Regions from separate parts of the Ovis aries genome. Here region 2 is linked to region 1. The links are chromatin contacts, called in public Hi-C maps. All regions are on one chromosome and are shown on one strand. The core of a region is the stretch at or near the end of the contact, and the rest is flanking DNA. Distances in the headings are between cores, read along the strand shown. Region 1 has its middle 29 kb from the start of EFCAB14. Region 2 holds the start of LOC101105114 (cytochrome P450 4B1).

What was found. Hi-C and Micro-C count contacts between places; a contact is called where the count stands out from the background.
Region 2: a contact with region 1 is called in a Hi-C map of omental adipose tissue, with 2.7 times the contacts expected there. The contact joins the promoter of LOC101105114 here to the enhancer-like site in region 1. A contact is called at or near these places in 4 of 16 Hi-C or Micro-C datasets (liver, mixed tissues, omental adipose tissue and 1 more).

The regions. Positions count from the first base shown.
Region 1 is chr1:21,292,187-21,295,891 of ARS-UI_Ramb_v3.0, forward strand. No RefSeq gene overlaps it. Among named protein-coding and RNA genes, the nearest start is that of EFCAB14, 29 kb to the left of the region's middle. Within about 2 kb of position 1,910, at least 4 of the 54 cell types and tissues checked have an H3K27ac peak or open chromatin away from gene starts, as enhancers often do. A contact at or near this core is called in liver, where this site is marked.
Region 2 is chr1:21,336,381-21,340,147 of ARS-UI_Ramb_v3.0, forward strand. LOC101105114 (cytochrome P450 4B1) reads left to right here and starts at 1,680. Exons shown (of 12, transcript XM_004001941.5): 1 at 1,680-1,891. The coding sequence starts at 1,712.

The DNA.
Region 1 (3,705 bases), core at 660-3,159:
CCCACCAGACTGGCACTCTTCAAGGGCAGAGCCAACTTCTTATATCTTCCTGGGGTCCCTAGCACCCAGCATGGTGGGGAAGGGACATCAGAAAATGCTTAATCATTAACATTTGTGTGGTAGCTCAGAGCATGTCTGTTCACAGAGATCATCCAGGTATAATCTATTCTCCTGAAAGTCACAATTCTGTGAAACGTGGTAGAGGTCATCCTGCATTTTACAGCCAAGAGGTGCAGAGAGGTGAGCTATGAATTCAACTTCAAACTGCTGTTAAGTGTCTGTCTGCCTGTATGCTGCTTCACATGTGCTGTCTCTGGAGGGATCCATATCTGGAGGGAGGCTGGTGTCCTCCCACTAGAGAGCATTTGGTGTATGGGGAATCTCCTCTGGGTGGAGTGACAGGGAGCTCTGTCTGGTGTCAGCATCCTGTGATTCTCTCCCTAGCAGAGTATGCCTCCTTTGGTCAGCAGAGGGAAGCAGTGAAGCAGAACTTTCTGAAGCCCAGGACTGGGTTCACCCTACTTTGCATGATCAGAGCCTCTGCAGAGTTCTAGGCAAGTAATAGTGACTGCCATTTACCGAACACCTACTATGTGCCACAATTATTATAATATATATTATTTCTAATCTTTAAAACAGCTGCACATAGAGGGGATGACCATATTCATTTTCTGGATGGGGAAACTGACTCAGAAATGAAGTCACTTGCCTGCGGCCATGGAGCTAGTGAGTGGTATACCTGGCATGTGAACCAGCTGTACTGGTTCCAAAAAGTTGGTGTGTCTCCGTTAGCAAGCCCAGGACAAATGCCTGTTGAACAGACTTGTTGAATGAAGTCAAGACAGGGTCCTCCTCCCTCTCAGACACCCTACTCGTCCCAGCCATCCTACTTCTTGGGGTGAACACCACACAGGGCTGAGAGCAGATCTCCAGCTTGAGGAGGAGATATTTCTGCTCCCTGCCTTCCCTTTCCTAATTCTGTCACTGCCCAAAGTCTTCCATAATGTCTTTTTCTTTCTTTTATTAATTTAATTTTTTTGGTTGTGCTGGGTCTTTGTTGCCGTGCACAGGCTTTCTCTAGTTGTGGTGAGCAGAGGCTACTCTTCGTTGCAGGCATGGCTTCTTATTGTGGTGTATTCTCTTGGGGAGCACAGGCTCAGTAGCTGCCGCACACAGGCTCTAGAGGGCAGGCTCAGTAGTTGAGGCACATGGGCTTAGTTTCTCAGCGGCATGTGGAATATTCCCGGACCAGCGATTGAACTTATGCACCTTGCATTGACAGGTGGATTCTTATCTACTGTTGTCACCAGGGAAGGCCTGCTCTTTTCTTTCTGAATCTATCTCCAATACTTATTTTCCATCCAAAGCTGGGACAGGAAACAGAAGCTTGGGGCTAGGAATGGACAGGACTGGACTGCTGACCTCTGCTGCTAGTCTTACATCCAGGTGATCCTCAGTGGCCTTTGCCCTACTATAAGTCTCCTCCCTCTCTTGTCAGCCCTCCTCACCGCTCTCCTCCCTCCAAGTCTTTCCACCTCCCCACATTAATCTCCACGTTAGCCAGAGTGACTAATGCTTCAGTTTCCTTTATGGCCTTCAGTCCTCCCCATGGCCTCTAGAGTCAAGCCCCAGGTCCTCAGCCTGGCCTGCAAGGCTGGGCATGCTCTGGGCCCGGCCTGCCTCTCCAGCCTCTCCTCTCAGTCTGAACCATCCTCAAGCCATGTGCCCCTGGAATTATCTGACAGCTGGCTGACTGTGCCTTGCCTCTTTGGTCTTGGCTATCCATGTCACTTTCTCTGCTAGGGAATGCTTGTTTATCTTTCCAGATGCAGTTCTAATGACCCCTCTTCTGGGACTGCTTCCATGACCTTCCCTTCTACCCCAGCTGTAACAAATTCCTCACCATGGTTCCAGCAACAGGAAACACTTGACTGCCCTGATTTGTTCTGTACTTTTCTCTCCCCCTCCTCTGGGAGTTCCTCCATGTCTGAGATAGCTCTGTGTCTCCAGCCATAAGCACTAGTATTAGTAGCTCAGGATAGTAGTAGCTTACTGGATATCTGTTGAATGCATGAACTCAGCCTCAGATGGCTTCCCTGCTCAGGCCTGTGGCTTCAGGCTACTGCTCCTCTGATCACCTCTAAAGTTGTGCAAAGTGGTATGAAGGAAGAACTGGCTTCAGCATCCCTGCTGGTCAGGCTCCCCCTTCCTCTGGACACCCTTCCACAATGAGGGAGCATTCTCCACCACATCCCACCAGGCCCAGAGGTATACCCTACTTTAGAGCATAAGCTTTGAGACACATACCCTCCTTCCTTCTCTCCCCACCACTTCCTTCTCCAAAAGTCTGCCAAGAGCCTAGTAAATCTCTGTGCAGCAGCTGACACCCCCTGTTGCCTCCTGGCATTACTCACCCCTTGTTGTCATTTGTCAGGAGAGAGGGAGAAGGAGCAGGTGTGGTTGGAGACAGTAAGGAGTGAAGGTAGAGCGGGTGAGCCATACTTTGATGTTCTAGGGCTTCCATCTTCTCGGTGAAAGGGCAAATGCTGATTCAGCAGAAGTAGCTTCTTCTCTTTGGCCCTCTTTTCAGGGATGGGATGAATGATTTAGTGTCAGAAACCCCAGGGTCTCCCCTGAGGGAAGGTCCTCAGAGCTATCTGAGCCAGCCTGCTGCCTTTTAGCAGAACCTGGTTCATACTTTCTGCCCTTGTCCTCTCCTTCTCACAGACATGTTTGTGATACTTATGGTCTGATTTGCTTTTCACTTTCACTTTCAGACACTAACCATGCTGTGGAGGGGCTCAGGGTTCAATCCATCTATGCTGATTTTAACTGTCTGCTTTAGTCGAGTTTTGATCATGGAAAGAACCATCACCCATCTCTGTGTGTGTCCAGCACAGTCCTGGTCAGTCCCGAAGTCAATTCCAGATATTCATTCCCGAGTCCGCAAATTGCTGTACTCTCTTGTAGCAGTGATTGCAGTGAACACCACAAATTTTACACATTTGCCAAATTTTAAACAAACAGGTGCATGGTATGGAAACAAGCCCCGAATGATTTCAGTTGTACCAGGTGTACACCAGTGTAGTTCAAAGCCCAGGGCAGAGAGTAGTGAGCTTACTATCTTCTGAGGGTGGGGGTGTCAGGCAACTAGCAGCATTGCCCTGGGTTTCCCAAAGTCCTCCAGCCTGTGCAGTGACACTACCCTTGATACTCAAATAGAAACATCTGAGATGCATCTCCACACGTGGTGGAAAACTAGCATGACCCGCACAATATTTTCAGAAGCTTCTGTTTCTCTTGGTGATTCCCTGGTTGTTGTAGTGATCTTAAACTTGTCTACAAATTCTTCCTATCAGAAAAGTGCAGTCTAATTCCTTCCCCTTGATGATGGACTGGCTTCAGTGATTTATTTCTCATAAACAAAAAGAGGCAAGGGACTTATCTGGCAGTCCAGTGGTTAGGACTCCACGCTTCCACCGCAGGGGACATGGGTTCGATCCCTGGTTGGGAGCTAAGATCCCACATGCCATGCAGCATGGCCAAAAAAGCAAAAGCAAAAACCAAAAAGCTGGAAAGAGGCAAAGGTGATGCTATTTGATTCCTGAGGCTAGAGTGTACCAGATGATAGAGCTTCTATCAGGCTCTCTTTCCTACTTGCTTTTGGAACCCAGCTGCCACGCTGTGAGGAAGCCCAGGCCACAC
Region 2 (3,767 bases), core at 430-2,929, 44 kb after region 1:
CCCTGGGACCCAGCCACAAGAGGGGCCAAATTCACTGTCCAGAGAGGTACCAATATGGCAGTTCCAGTATATTTTGCATTGGTCAATCAACCTTTTCTCACTTTCTCTTCCCCTTATCTCCCACTATAATAGCCAATCCCTTCAAAATTCATTCAACAAACAATTATTTAAGTGTCTACTGTGCTGGGTGCTGGGGAAGAGGAGAGAACCCGGATACAAAGCCTCCCTTGAAGATTTACTGAGCTATGGGTAAAAGTGGGGCAGTGCAGTGGGTGCATGCTGCCAATATTCTCCTAACTCCAGTAAAACCCAGGGCCTGCAGAACCCTCCAGGGTGTCCATCCTTTCACTCATCCACCTGATCCCAGGTTTCACTGAATGCTTGTATCTCGTCTGTTCTGGCTCAGCCATGCAAACGAAAGAAAAGACCAGCTCAGTCTCTGACACAGCAGAATGGGGAGATTTGAGGCCAAGACAAGCATTCTAGATAAGACAATTGCTGCAAGGCAAAATGTGAACAAACCCAAGAAGAGTTGCAGATGGTTAGAAGACTGTCTTTAGTTTGTGTTTCTGAAATGGAGGAAGGGTGTGTGGAGGAAGGCTTTCTGGAGGAGAAGACCTTTTGAAAAGCATTTGTATAAAGGCAGAGGCTCAATGTCTCCATCTCTTTAACCCAGGTAACTACTGGATTGGAGGTTATCTCTAAGTTTTTCTTTGCAGTTGACATTTTCTACTGGGTCCTTGAGGGCATAGCCAATGAGAGCTCCAGGACGGCACGTTTTGGTTTCAAGAATCACACTGCCAAGGTAGCGCAAGGGGTAGCTGGTAGGATCAGGGCCTAGGAATTGAATGCTGGCGAGTCTCTGATTCTGGCAATGTGGTGACCTCTCTCTGGTGCTAGAAGTGAGGATGGTTGCCAGATTTCAGCCACCGTGTGAACAGCAGGGTGTGTGATGAGTTGTGTAGCCATCAGCGTAATAATCACCACCTTTTCACACAAGTTACCTTGAATGTTACACACTATCTCATTTAACTTAAACACGGTCATCAGTACTTGCTTTTTAAACTCACTTTCCAGATAATGAAACTGAGGCTTAGCTTGCTTGTGCCTTCTTGCTAGAGAGCTTCCATTGTTCCCTTTGGACACGGACTGCTGGGAGAGCTTGCATTTATGTCAGGCTCATGATTCTTTAAGTCCTTTTTTTTTTTCTTTTGAGTCATCTTCAGGAGCAAGGTTCAAGCCCTAGAAGGGAGAGCCTAGGTCAGAGAAAGGCCAACTCCACTCCCAAGATTATAACACAAACTTGTGTGTACAAACTTTTCTGACCTTGTTTGGGTTAAATGAGATAGTGTGTGACAAGTATCTGAAGCATCCAAGGTAGCTTGCATGAAAAGGTAGTCATTATTACGCCAGTGATCATGCCAAGAACTGCCTTCTGTTTGTTCCTCTAAGGAACACATTGCCTCGTTTCTTTGAAGCCCACTATCTAGTTTTCTTCATTTGAGTTTTGGTAGAAATCAACCAGGCTGTCTCCTCTGTTTGTGCATTTGGGGACTGTTGTCTCTGCCCATGGAGCTCAGCCCAGCCTGGGCTGTTGTTGACTGCAGGGCGTGGCTGGAGTGGGAGCTGGCAGGGTGCCTGGGCTCATAGTATAAGGGAACTTGAGGGTAGTAGGAGGCAGACAGAAACCTGGGCGACTGCGACTCCAGCCATGGTGCCTGTTTTGCTCTCCCTGAGTCTCTCCCACCTGAGCCTGTGGGCTTTTGGACTGGTCTCAGTCTTAGTCTTCCTTAAGCTCACTCGGCTGCTGCTGCGGAGGCAGATGCTAGCCAGAGCTATGGACAGATTCTCAGGGCCCCCCACCCACTGGCTTTTTGGGCATGCCCTTGAGGTAAGTGACTGGGCAGAGGATAGAGAAAGAAACCAGCCTCCTTTCCCTTTGGGAGTCTGGCCTAACCTGCTGGGGGCCATGGCAAGAGATCCTATGCTTGGGCAGAGAAATGGGGTTCTGTGAGCCGTGATTCCCGTTCATCTTTCCCAATGGGTCTCCCCCTCACTCTCACTTTCCAAGCTTGCCTCAGGTGAGGGTGGGGAATGGGGGTGGAATTTAAAAGCTGGGACTCAGAAGGGCCACAGACTCCTCCCCATCATTCTGAGGCCCAAGGTTCAGACAGAGCTCTGCTAAGGACTCAGGGATAACCTGGGGAAAAAAATTTCCTGGATAGTTTGATCCAACTAGGCAATCTTATTTAGAACTTAACCAGTATCCTCTTGTTCTGTCCACTGTAAAAAATTCCCTTTTTAGGGCAGAAAACGGAAGTGAAGGCAGGGACAAGTGCTCTCACCTAAGAGACCTGTTGAACCATTTAAAAATTGGTGCTCCCAGAGGTGGAGTTCTCCCTGCCATGCCTATGAACTGGGTCAGGGGCTAGGCATCTTCCTGGGTTCAGATTCTGACTCATCTTTCCCAGTTATCTCAGGGTAGTGGGGACCCTTAGCACTCAATGTCAGGAAGAGCTCTTAGTTCCTACCTCCATGAGGATCTAGAGTAGAGGTTTCTGAACACATAGAAAAGGACAGCTGCATTGGAATCAACTGGGAGGAGCAGATTCCTTGGCCTCTGAGCCCTGAAGACTCTAACATTTTGGAGCTAGGGGGTCTGAGTTTAAAAACATCCCCAAAGTGTTTTGATCTGCAGCCAGGCTTGGGAAAGTAGGTATAGCTGCCAAAGGGTAAGGTTTTGAGGGAGGAATTTAGATTTCTACTATGTCCTGAGTAAACTTTTCCCAGGAGTCTAGGGAATTACCTTTCCTTCATGATTGACACTCAGGATAAGCCTTACCTCTGGGTGGGATCAAGAATGTGATTAGTCACTCAGTTGTGTCTGACTCTTTGTGACCCTATGGACTGTAGCCCGCCAGGCTCCTCTGTCCATGGGATTTTGCAGGCAAGAACACTGGAGTGGGTTGACATGCCCTCCTGCAGGGGACCTTTCCAACCCAGGGATCGAACCTGTGTCTCCTGCATGGGCAGGCGGCTTCTTTACTGCTGAACCAGTGGGGAAGCCCAGGCAAGAATAAGTCTCTACAAATAACTGTCTTAGGATGGCCTGGGCTTCCCTGGTAGCTCAGATGGTAAAGTGTCTGCCTGCAATGTGGGAGACCCGGGTTCGATTCCTGGGTCGGGAAGATCCCCTGGAGAAGGAAATGGCAATCCACTCCAGCACTCTTGCCCGGAAAATCCCATGGACGGAGGAGCCTGATAGGCTACAGTCCATGGGTTCGCAAAGAGTTGGACATGACTGAGCGACTTCACTTTCACTTTAGGATGGCCTAGCAACATACCTGTATCCTAGACACACCCAGAAAAGGACAGAAAGTTCTGGAAGATGAATCAGACCCAGGCTCTGCTCTCAAAGAGCTTACTCTCTAGGGAGAAAACAGACACCAGAGCCTTCGCTGCCACCAGGCTACTAGGGGCTGGGGTGCCTCACCAGTGTTTTGCATCAGCCCCAGGTTTGGTGTCTCAGTGCTTGTCCTGTATGGTTGTCATCTTCTGTTTGTTTGTTCATCATTCCCACTTGACCATGGAGATCTGGTCTGATTCTTCCCTGTCCCTTCAGGGTACAGCGCAAGCCTCCCCAGAGTAGGTATCACTGGATGAACAGACGGTGAGCATAGGAGAGTGAGGCAGGGTATCAACAGAGGAGACAATGATGGAGAAGACAAGTGGAGGGACCAGGATTTATCTGGGGGGGCTGTATTAAG